Linked DNA regions of Mus musculus: region 1 is linked to region 2. A link is a contact called in public Hi-C data. All regions are on one chromosome and are shown on one strand. The core of a region is the stretch at or near the end of the contact, and the rest is flanking DNA. Distances in the headings are between cores, read along the strand shown.

Region 1 (5,236 bases), core at 883-3,382, 510 kb before region 2:
TCTCTCCACTCCCCCGCCCCCGCGGCCTCGCCCCCATTCAGCCCCATCTTCTCCTTCTTGGGAGGGGCCTGTCCTTTCAGGTCCCAGGCAGAAAGTCACATAAAACAATTTGTGTCAGTCAGCAGATTCCTTGAAGATCGAACTGAATGATGAATGCAGGGTTGGAGGGCTCTTTTGACCTCTTTTTCTCTCTCTTTGTTTCCTGTGAATGCCTCATGGGCTGCCTACTGGCTTTGCACAGAGGACTCCTGGACTCCTTTGTGACTTTAGACCTTTCCCAAATGTTTCCCGACTGCTTCTCCTCCAGGTTCTTTCTAGCCAAGGAAAGACATTCAGAGAACACACCCTCAGCCATGCATACTCTCTACAAGCGCTCTCTCCCCCAGCTCCAAGCCCGAAGAACTCCTGGCCTTTCGGACAGAAACCTACTTTTTGTCTGTGGCCTCTACTGAGGATCTGTCTGCTCTGATTTTCAAGTAAAGAAAGCTTTGCCCAGCAGGGAAATGGGTCTTGACTTCAGACCCGATTTTCCCAAGGGCCAAGCAAGTCTCTTGGAAAGGCCAGTATCACCATGCCTTTTCTCTTTCTGACCACAGATGGACTGTCATAATATTTTTAACTTTGCTGGCTCTTTACTTCCCACTTTTGTTTTGCAGGTATCCTGTGCTGGTCCCAATGGGACACTCTGACCTATTGACTCAGTATTCAGTATCAGGACTGTAGTTGGTATTTAAAAAATAGGGCAGATGTTCCAAAAATGTGTTAGCCATGGCATAAGAAAGTATCTTTAAGACTTAGAGACAGATTAGCCAGTAAAGTGCTTGTCTTATAAGCACAAGGAACTATATTTTACCCCCAGAACTCATGGGAAAAGAAGCAGGGCTTGGTGGCTCTTGCTTCTAATACCAGCATTGGGGTGGCAGAAAAAGGTTCTGTCTCACTGGGGTTCATTGTCTAACTAGTCTAACCTACTTGGCAAGTTCCAGTGAACTACCCTGTCTCAAAACAAAACAAAACAAAACAAAACAAAACACAACAAAACCCCCAAACAACTAAACAACCAAAAAATCCCCAAAACAAACAAGGGGAGAGAGTATCTGAGAAATGATACCCGAGGTTGCACATGTAAATGCACATGCACACGCAATGCACACATGTGTGCCTGTGTACAAATAAACACACATCACAGCCATACATAAGAAAGTGACATTTCCTTCCACCCATCCCCCATCCTCTATGCCAGACAATAGGACTTCTCTTAGTATATACACAGAAACATGCAAAAATGGACTTTGTCCTCCAGGAGCCTCTGGCCAAAGGTGGAGTAGGGGGGTAAGAAAACAGACACAGAAATTCCCAGGTGAGACACACTGTAGATCTATGAAGCCTGGAGCTAAAAGGTGACATAAGAGTGGCCTGCTCCTTGTCATTCAGCAACCATATTGGGCTTTCCTGATCCCTAAAGTGTTAAGTCTCACGGTTCTGGAAGTCTTGGTTTCTAGAGGGCACTTGTAACCATCAGGTAATGTGAGTCCATCAACCCCGAGGGTTGCAGCTCCTTCCAGGTTGTACTGGGTTCCTTGTGAAGAGCCATTCCAGGAGTGGCTGTCCTGGGAGGAGTTATGGGCCCTGCTCCTCAGGAAGAAAGACAAGCTATACTGCTTCATGATGCTTCCCAATGGAGAGTGGGGTAGAAAGAGGTTTGTCATTGAGGTGGCCCTCTGGGCATCCCTGACACTCAGTTTTAAGTAAATGGGTAAGTTCCACAGCGGTAGCTAATAAGGATGCAACGAGCCCTGCTTGTCAGGTGCAGGGTCTTGGTCTCCCAAGTGCTTCAGCCTGGGAAGAACAGGGCCAGCTCTCCTGACTGCTGCAGGTAGTGAGGGGCCGTCATGGAGTGTCACCCTTGCACACACACCACCTCGTGGCAGACAGATGAGTGGCAGGGCCAGCTTTTCCACGCTCCCCCCCCCCCTCAGGCTGGCTCACCTGCGCCCCCACTGCTAGGGTCAGCTCTTCTGTGCTGTCCAGGTGGAGTGAGTATATATGTCTATAGAGGTGAGTATATTGTGCACATAGATGCCATTGGGGTTTTCCGCTGCTCCTCTCTGCTTGACTTCTCGAGACATCGTTGCTCACTGAACTATGAGTCTTATTACTTCCCCTAGACTGGCTGACCAGTGAGCCCCGGGGATCCTCCTGCCTCCGCGGTGCCTTTGGAGTTCCTTTGGAGTTCCTGTCTCCACACTTGCAGTCAGGCACTTCACTGACTGAGACGTCTCCCAGCGCCGGCTTGTTAATTTATTTGTAGACATATGGTGCTTTGTGTTTTTCCAGGGCTGAGTCTGCTTTATCATTATTATTTTTTGGTCTGTAACTTCCCCTGCTCTCATGCTTAGAATGTCAGTCTCAATCCATCTCTCAAAAAAAATGTCAACTAGAGAGGCTTTGCCGCTTAGCAGAGGGGAAGGGAAGGGCTGCCTGTCTTTGGAACCACAACTGACAGGTGGAGCTGATTTTTCTGTGTGATGATTTTCCCTCTAGCTGAGCAGGGCAAACTGCCTCCAGGGCCCCTATTAGCTGACATGGGGCTGAACAGCAAAGGCCTCGTGTTGTGTAGCTGTGAAGCCAGCAAGAAATGACACAGCATTCACACCTGAGGGTTTTTGTTTTTTGTTCCTACAATGAGCATCAGCCTGACCCAGAACTGGGTAGCTATAGCTCTCCTTTGTTCATTTGCAGTCTTGCTTTGGTTAATTGTCACAGACCTCAATGGCTTGAATACCATGTGGTAGTTTGTATCTTCCTCATTGATGGCTCTGACAAGCTGTGTAAGTGTCCCACTCTTCCACCCCAAACACAGTGGTTCTCAACCTTCCTAAAGCTGTGGCCCTTTAACACAGTTTCTCATGTGATGACCCCCCAGCCACAACATTATTATTATTTTTTGTTTAAATTATTATTATTATTAATCTTTTAATAGTCCAGTCGCTATCTCCCTCCCAGTTTGCTCTCTGACTGTTCCTCATCCAATTCCTCCTCCCCCATCTCCAAGAGGAGGTCTCCACCCCACCCATCCGCACCCTGCTAGGCCTCCCCACTCCCTGGGGCCTCAAGTCTCTTGGGGGTTAGATGCATCTTCTCTCATTGAGGCCAGACCAGGCAGTCCTGTGCTTCCTGTGCTGTATATGTGTTGGGGGCCTTATATCAGTTGGTGTATGCTGCCTGGTTGGTGGTTTAGTATCTGAGAGATCATGGGGACAAGGTTAGGTGAGACTGCTGGTCTCCCTATAGGGTCGCCTTCCTCCTCAGCTTCTTCCAGCTTTTCCCTAATTCAACCACAGGGGTCCTCAGTTTCTGTCCATTGGTTGGGTGTAAGTATCTGCATCTGACTCTTTCAGCTGCTTGTTGGGTTTCTCGGAGGACAGCCATGCTAGGCTGCTGTCTGTAAGCACATTATTATGACATAGCATCAGTAATAGTGTCGGGCTTTGGAGTTTCCCCTTGAGCTGGATTCTAATTTGGGCAGGTCACTGAACCTCCTTTTCCTCAGTCTCTTCTCCATTTTTGTGCCTGCAGTTCTTTCAGACAGGAACAATTCTGGGTCAGAGTTTTTGACTGTGAGATGGCAATCCCATCCCTCCACTGATGCTCAGTCTTTCTATAAGTTCCCTCTCCCCACTGTTGGGCATTTCATCTAAGGTTCCTCCCTTTGAGTCCTGAGCATCTCTCACCTCCCAGGACTCAGTACATTCTAGAGGGTCTCTCTACCTTCTACCTCCCGAGGTTGCCTGTTTTCATTCTTTCTGCTGGCCCTCAGTGTTTCATTCCTGTCCCCCACCCAATACCTGATCATGTCCATAATTTTTTTTTTCAAGACAGGGTTTCTCCGTATATCCCTGGCTGTCCTGGAACTCACTCTGTAGACCAGGCTGGCCTCAAACTCAGAAATCCACCTGCCTCTGCCTCCCAAGTGCTGGGATTAAAGGTGTGCGCTGCCACCGTCCGGCCATAAAATTATTTTTGTTGCTACTTCACATCTGTAGTTTTTCTACTGTTATGGATAATAATATAATTACTTGATATATAGAATTATTTTATATGATATAAGGGGTTGAGACCCACAGGTTGAGAACCACCACTCAAGACACTCCTGCCTGAATCTCCATTTCTCAAAGAACTGCTGTAAGCTCAAGACATGATGTTGGCCAAATTGTGCACTCATCACAGGAACTCAGTAAATGGCAGATGGCATTTTTTTTTTAATTCAGAAAAAGCAAAGGCATCCAGGTAAGCAGTTTGAGACCACTTAGAGGATCGTTTTCTGTACAGCCCATGATCTGTTATTGAGCTGCTGATCCAGGGACACAATGTGATGGGTCAGCTGTGAAAAGACACTACCTGATGTGCGCCACACAACTTCAGTGAGCATTGATTTTGACATGAAAACTCACAGTGATAGCCAGTGAATGGAGTGTGAAATTCCTATGCAATTAGAGAAGACAGCATGAGGCTTTGGAGACTGTGTGCATGGGAGTTGATCTTTGATGCTCTCAAGTGTGTAGAGGCCTGCACACCAGCTTCTTAGGCATTAGACAAGTTCCAGATGGGAGGAGTTTTCTTCATAAAAGAGGGAGAAGATGGTGGGTAGCCATGCTGATGAGACCCTGCTGGGGACTGTCCTCTTTATCTTGGCGCAGTAGTAACTGGCACGGAGCGTTGTACTCTTCTGTGGTCTTTGTTGCTCTCTGATGATTTCTTGTTCTTACAAGGCTTCCGTATAGTTGTGCCTTTTTCATCCCTTTGCAATCACAGACAGTTGTGAGGCTAAGCATGTCAGCACATGGACGGCAGTTTGAGCAGAAGCCTCAGCAGCCGGTGCTTGGTGCTCCGTTTTGCTTTGAACACTCTCAACCATCAGGGAGTTAGAGACTAGGATTGTCCCAGCCTACACTCTGAAAGAGGGCCCAGTTATAAAAGTACCTAGAAGCAACCTCTTAAAAAATATTTTAAATTTATTTGTATTGTTTACTTGAGTGTATTCTAGGTATATGTAGGTCCTCACAAAAGCCAGAAGGGGGCACCAGATCCCCCAGAGCTGCAGTCACAGCCACCTGTGAGCCTGATTATGCGTGCCGGGAACTGAGCCTAAGCTCATTGGAAGACAGCAAATGGTCTTTATGGTGAATGCTTTCTAGTCTCTGTTTCATTGTTTCATTTGATGAACATCTGTGGT
Region 2 (5,962 bases), core at 1,241-3,740:
GCAACTATAGTTTTATCTGTCAACTCTATCCTCTATTGGTCAGGGCAAACATGCTTCAACAACCATGAACCAAATCTCAGGGAGGATTACATCTGCATAAATGGCTCCCTGGGAATAATCACACTCCTACAGAAACCCATCTTCACCTGGTCACACCCCTCAGCTTTCTCACAATGGAAACTTTCCTTGGCAGAGCAAGAGGAGTGTGATTAATTCTAAGAGCACAGGACATTCACCAGATGATGTCAACTTGACAAAAGCTAAAATCCTCTGAGAAGAGGAAACCTCAGTTAAGAAAATGCCTCTACAGACACAGGTTGGACCTTGACCTCCCCGCACATAGGTAGCACATGTGGAGCTTGGTTTTCATGTGGGTCCCGAACAACTGGAGCAGTCGTTATCCTTATCCGAAAAGCTGTTGCTTGTATGTTAGATATGTTCTTCTAGCTGGGATGCCTTGTCTGGTCTCAGTTGGAGAGGATGCACCTAGTCTGGCAGACTTGATGTGCCAAGATGGAGGGATACCCAGGGACCCTTCCCCACTCAGAGGAGAAGAGGGAGGGGTGTCTGGTAGGGGAACAGTGAGTGAGATGTAAAGGCAATAGGTTAAAAAAAAACTAAATTTAAAAACATGCTTCTGTAAAATTGGGCTGTATACAAATCTATAGGGCATTTTTCTTAGTGTCTAATTGGGGAAGGGCCCAGCCCATTGTGGACTGTGCCATTCCTAGGTTGGTGGTCCTAGATTCTACAAGAAAGCAGGCTGAGCAAGCCAGTAAGCAGCATCCTTCCATGGCCTCTGCATCAGCTTCTGCCTCTAGGTTCTTTACTTGTTGAGTTCCTGTCCTGATAAACAGTGACATGGAAATATAAGACACCTCAACTGTTTCCTCCCCAAGTTGCTTTGTTCATGGTGTTTAATCACTGCAATAGTAGCTTTAACTACTAAGATGGACTGTAAGCTTTGATGAAGATAGAGATCCTATTGGATCTCTCTAGCATCAGTTAATAGATCTCAGAAAATAAACTCCTCCAGGAGTAAGAAAAATATAGTAGCTGCAATTCAGGTTGCATACGTGTGGATGTCAGTTGGCTCTTCCCTGAAGCCTCCATAGAAGTATTATTTTGGTACAGCCATGTAGCATATTTCTAGATAAATTCAAGAACTTGATAAAGCACATTGCCCTGCATTATGTGGGCAGGCACCATCTAACCTGCTGTGGGCGGGAACAGAGAAAGAAACCGTAAGGAGACTTAGAACCGTTTTCTTTCTGCATGCAGGAGTGGGGCATAGGTCTTCCTCCACCTCATCCTCCTTTTCCTGCTCTTCTTTCTCCTTTTCCTCTTCTTCCTCCAGATCCTATTCCCCTGGACTTGGTTTTTATGCCACTGAATATCTTGGATTCAGCTTGCAAGCTATTAGACATATGTATGCTCCATCCTACTCTCTCCTGCTCGAACATTGCGGTTCTCATTGGAACCACAATTTGCCCACGCATTCATGGGGGCCGAGTGTGGTGGCTCATACAGTGTAATGGAGCTAAACAATGTTGAAAATACCACCTAATACTGCACTCAAGCAACCTGATGCACTAATCTGAAGGTGCATTAGAAAGGAAATGCCACTCTATTTTATGGCACATTAACACTGCCATCTGTTTGGTTTTCTTTTGTTTTTGTTTGTATGTTTGCTTTTTAAATTATGGATTATTTTTAATTTTTAAAAATTTTTTTGGCTTTTCGAGACAGAGTTTCTCTGTATAGCCCTGGCTGTCCTGGAACTCACTCTGTAGACCAGGCTGGCCTCAAACTCAGAAATCTGCCTGCCTCTGCCTCCTGAGTGCTGGGATTAAAGGCGTGCACCACCATGCCCGGTGTGAAATGTTTTTATTTTTATTTACTTAAAGAGCTCTTTTAGACTATGAGTACTTATTTGTAACATCATTTTACTTATGTAATCTAGAAAGACAAAATAGTAAGTGTGCCCTAAAACTATCTCATATTCAAAATTATTTGTCTAGAACAGTTTATGTTAGTTGTTGTATATTTTCCCCATAAATCATTTCCTCCAAGCCACCACGAACTCAGTGGCTTTTTAATGTGTTTTCAAGCTAATTGCTCAATGATGCAGCATTGTATGCTGGTAGATTATCCTTCATATTTATTTGATTGTGTTCTGCTTATCACATAATTAGTTGTTTTATTGTGAAATTTTCATTTATGTGGTTTGATCAGTCTCATTCCCATCACCCTGTCTTGTCCCCTGACTCCTGCTGATCTCTTTCTTCTTCCCAAGGAGTCCTCTATCTATTTTCCTGTCTCCCTCTTCTCCCTCCCTCCCTCCCTTCCTCCCTCCCTCCCTTCCTCCCTCCCTCCCTCGTAATGCAGTGGGTTTAATTGGGATTATTTATTGCTGCACAGGTGAAGGGTTATTTACAGATACACAGGCTGCTTACTCATCACTATGTTCCTAAGGAAGTATTCTCCTCCCCCAGAGATATTTGAACATGCTCAAGGTGTCAGCGAATAGCCTTCAGGGGCTGAGAGGATGGCTCAGCAGTTAAGAAGGCTTCTTTCCCTTCCCAGAACTCACATTGGGTGACTCACAAACTGCCTATAACTTGAACTTTATTGGATCTGACACCCTCTTCTGGCCTCCAGGGCAACTGTGCACATATGGCGAGTGCACACACACACACACACTTATTATTTTTACAAAACTCCAAAAATTAAAAAAAAAAAAACCTTTCAGATGACTAAGGTCTGTGTTTACTCCTCAAATAGTTCCTATGTGGTTGTCAACACTGCCATAGTACTGGTACCAACTTCCTGACTCCACACAGAAGGGAGCTCTGTGACAAACTGCCCAAAGACCACATTATATCATAATAAACATAAAAAAAAACCTTAATTAGAAAGCAGCAGGGAAAGGGTTAGGTTGACATATGCACAAAATACTTGTCCTTTTCCCCCCAAAACCCAAGACACAAAAAAAGAAATCTCAAAAAGAAAGTAAATTATAAACAGTACTTCATGAAATACATATTTCTATATAGGACAGACACTTTCAAGTCCGAGCAGCAGAGACCTCTATTAAACTCACATTTAAAGAACATTGCAGAATGAGCCAGATGTGGTAGAATACACACACACCGCATTGCAAGTGCATGAACTTGGAAAGTTGAGGCAGGAGAATTGGAAATTCTAACCCAGATTAGGCTATATAGTGATACCAATAAATAGACAAATAAATAATTGAAAGATAGAACTCTTAGAAAGGCATGTTTAAGGAATAAAAATTAGTTCACATAGAGAAGAATTAGAACAGTAACTTTAAATAGGCAAGAGAGCAAAGACCATCTCTTCTAAATAGTCACTTTGATCTTAAACATTAACAGTAAGTAAGAATTAGTGGGGCAGAAATACAACTAGAAGACTCCTTAGGCGAAAATTAACAGGCTAGGAGATTGAGTCATGAAATTCCTCTAGAGTATAGTACAAAAGGGATAGAAAGTGTGAGTCAATGAAGAAGAAATATAGGGACATAAAGGAGACAGCGACAAGATTCTGCATTCTTCAATGTTGTGAGTGTGTGGAACATAGCAGAAGAAAATCAAAGCGTGTTCTGTCTTTAGACTTGCAGATTCCTAGAAGTGTCAAAAGGGTGGAAGCAGGCCAACAGGGCTTCCACTGGCCCCACAATAGTGGGATTTGAGAGCAAGCCTAAAGCAGGTTGGGGGTAGGGGGTGGCACAGAGACAGAGACACAGAGGGAACTCAAATTGCCACACCATTGGTTAGAACTCACTACTGTTGGAGGGAGATTTTCATTCGTGGCCCAGGTTGCTGATAGTGAATGGGAATTTATGTTTGAAGTTCTATAAAATATAAGGAAGAACTAGAGAATTTATTTTCAGACATGCGATTACTCCTATTTCCTGATGGTATTCTTTCATACAGAAAAGACCTAAAGATCTATCAGAAAATTCTAGAACTAATAAACACTTTCAGAACATTAGGAAGATACGAAGTCAAAATATAGAAAATGATAGGTTTTCTATATACCCATAATGAATACTCTGAGGTGGAAACTGGTAAGAAAATCTCACTTCCTTTAGCTTAAAAAAAATGTCCAGGAAAAAAAAAAGCTACTTAAGGATATGAGAGATCTCTACAATAAAATTTCTAAAGAAATAAAATAAAATAAAAAGATTACAAAAGCTCTCCTGCTCATGAACAGCAAGACTTAATATAGTAAGATTACTGATTTATCAAAAGCAAATCTACAGATCCAATGCAATTCTCATTAAAATTCTAATGAAAGATTTGAAGATATGGAAAAGGCAACCCTGATATTCATATAGAAGCCTGATAATGCCTATTAGCTAAAGCAATTCTCAGCAAACGAACATTGCTAGAGGTCCCTTTATCACCTATGACTTCAAGTTACAGTACAGAGTAACAAACATGATAGAAAAGGAGACATGTAAGTGATTGAAAGAAAATAAAAGACTCATAAATAAACTTACACAGCCACAGCAAAGTATTAGCACTAGAGAAAAGAAAGTCCATTCAACAAATGGGACTGGGGAAGCTGGGTGTCCATGTGTAGGATAATGGAGCCAGAGGCTCATGTCTCACTTCACAAAAGGCAATCCATCCAATATCAGAAACATTAATGTAAGACCTGACATTCTTAAATGGTTAGAGAAAAAAAATGGGAAACACTTCAGTCCAATGGTTGGGTGTAAGTATCTATGTCTCAGTCAGCTGCTGGTAAGTTGGGGGCCTCTATGGTTGAATCAAGAGAAGGATTGAAGAAGCTGAGGGGAGAGCGACCCCATAGGAAGACCAGCAGTCTCAACTGATTAAGACCCTAGGGAGCTCCCAGAGACTGAGCCACCAACCAGGAGCATACACAGGCTGATCCAAGGCCCCTGACACAAATATAACAGAGGACTGTCTGGTCTGGCCTCAGTGGGAGAAGATGTGTTTAACCCTCAAGAGACTTGAGCCCTCAGGGAAGGGGCAGGTCTGGTGCAGGGGAGCCCCTCTTGGAGGCAAGGGGGAGGAGGCATGGGATGAGAAATTGTGGGAGGGGGACTGGGAAGAGGGCAACAACTGGAATGTAAATAAATAAAATAATTTTTTTATAAATGGGAAACACTTCACGGTATAAACATTTAACAAAGACTCTCCAAAAAGGCCTCCATTAGCTCAGGGAATAAAACTGAGAATTGGCAAATGGGACTGCATGAAACTAAAAAGTTCTGCACAGCAAATGAAATATTCAAGCAAAAGACAACCTAGAGAAGAAGTTGCTAGTGAAAGACAACCTAGAGAAGAAGTTACTAGTGAAAGACAACCTAGAGAAGAAGTTACTAGTGAAAGACAACCTAGTGAAGAAGTTACTAGTGAAAGACAACCTAGGGAAGAAGTTACTAGTGAAAGACAACCTAGAGAAGAAGTTACTAGTGAAAGACAACCTAGTGAAGAAGTTACTAGTGAAAGACAACCTAGTGAAGAAGTTACTAGTGAAAGACAACCTAGGGAAGAAGTTACTAGTGAAAGACAACCTAGAGAAGAAGTTACTAGTGAAAGACAACCTAGAGAAGAAGTTACTAGTGAAAGACAACCTAGTGAAGAAGTTACTAGTGAAAGACAACCTAGGGAAGAAGTTACTAGTGAAAGACAACCTAGAGAAGAAGTTACTAGTGAAAGACAACCTAGTGAAGAAGTTACTAGTGAAAGACAACCTAGGGAAGAAGTTACTAGTGAAAGACAACCTAGAGAAGAAGTTGTTAGCTCTACAGCTAAGACTGGATTCAATTCTAAGCACCAAAATAATAACTAGAAAGAGAAACTCTTTCCAAAATGAAAACTTGCTAGGTAGAAAGGAAGGCTGCTGAAAGAGGAAGATGCTCAGACGGTGTGGAAATATGTGGAAAGTGCTGAACCTCACC

What was found. A called contact is a pair of places that touch in the nucleus more often than the background predicts.
Region 1: a contact with region 2 is called in a Hi-C map of rod photoreceptor, with 4 times the contacts expected there. The contact joins two enhancer-like sites. A contact is called at or near these places in 1 of 15 datasets of contacts at CTCF or cohesin (large pre-B cells), 8 of 484 Hi-C or Micro-C datasets (the HL-1 cell line, the N1E-115 cell line, embryonic fibroblasts and 5 more) and 7 of 115 datasets of contacts at active chromatin or transcription factors (CD8 T cells, the NIH/3T3 cell line, cardiomyocytes and 4 more).

Annotation. Positions count from the first base shown.
Region 1 is chr12:16,504,292-16,509,527 of GRCm38.p6, reverse strand. No RefSeq gene overlaps it. Among named protein-coding and RNA genes, the nearest start is that of Lpin1, 83 kb to the left of the region's middle. Within about 2 kb of position 2,132, at least 11 of the 459 cell types and tissues checked have an H3K27ac peak or open chromatin away from gene starts, as enhancers often do. A contact at or near this core is called in rod photoreceptor, where this site is marked.
Region 2 is chr12:15,990,664-15,996,625 of GRCm38.p6, reverse strand. No RefSeq gene overlaps it. Among named protein-coding and RNA genes, the nearest start is that of Gm36235, 22 kb to the left of the region's middle. Within about 2 kb of position 2,490, at least 9 of the 459 cell types and tissues checked have an H3K27ac peak or open chromatin away from gene starts, as enhancers often do. A contact at or near this core is called in rod photoreceptor, where this site is marked.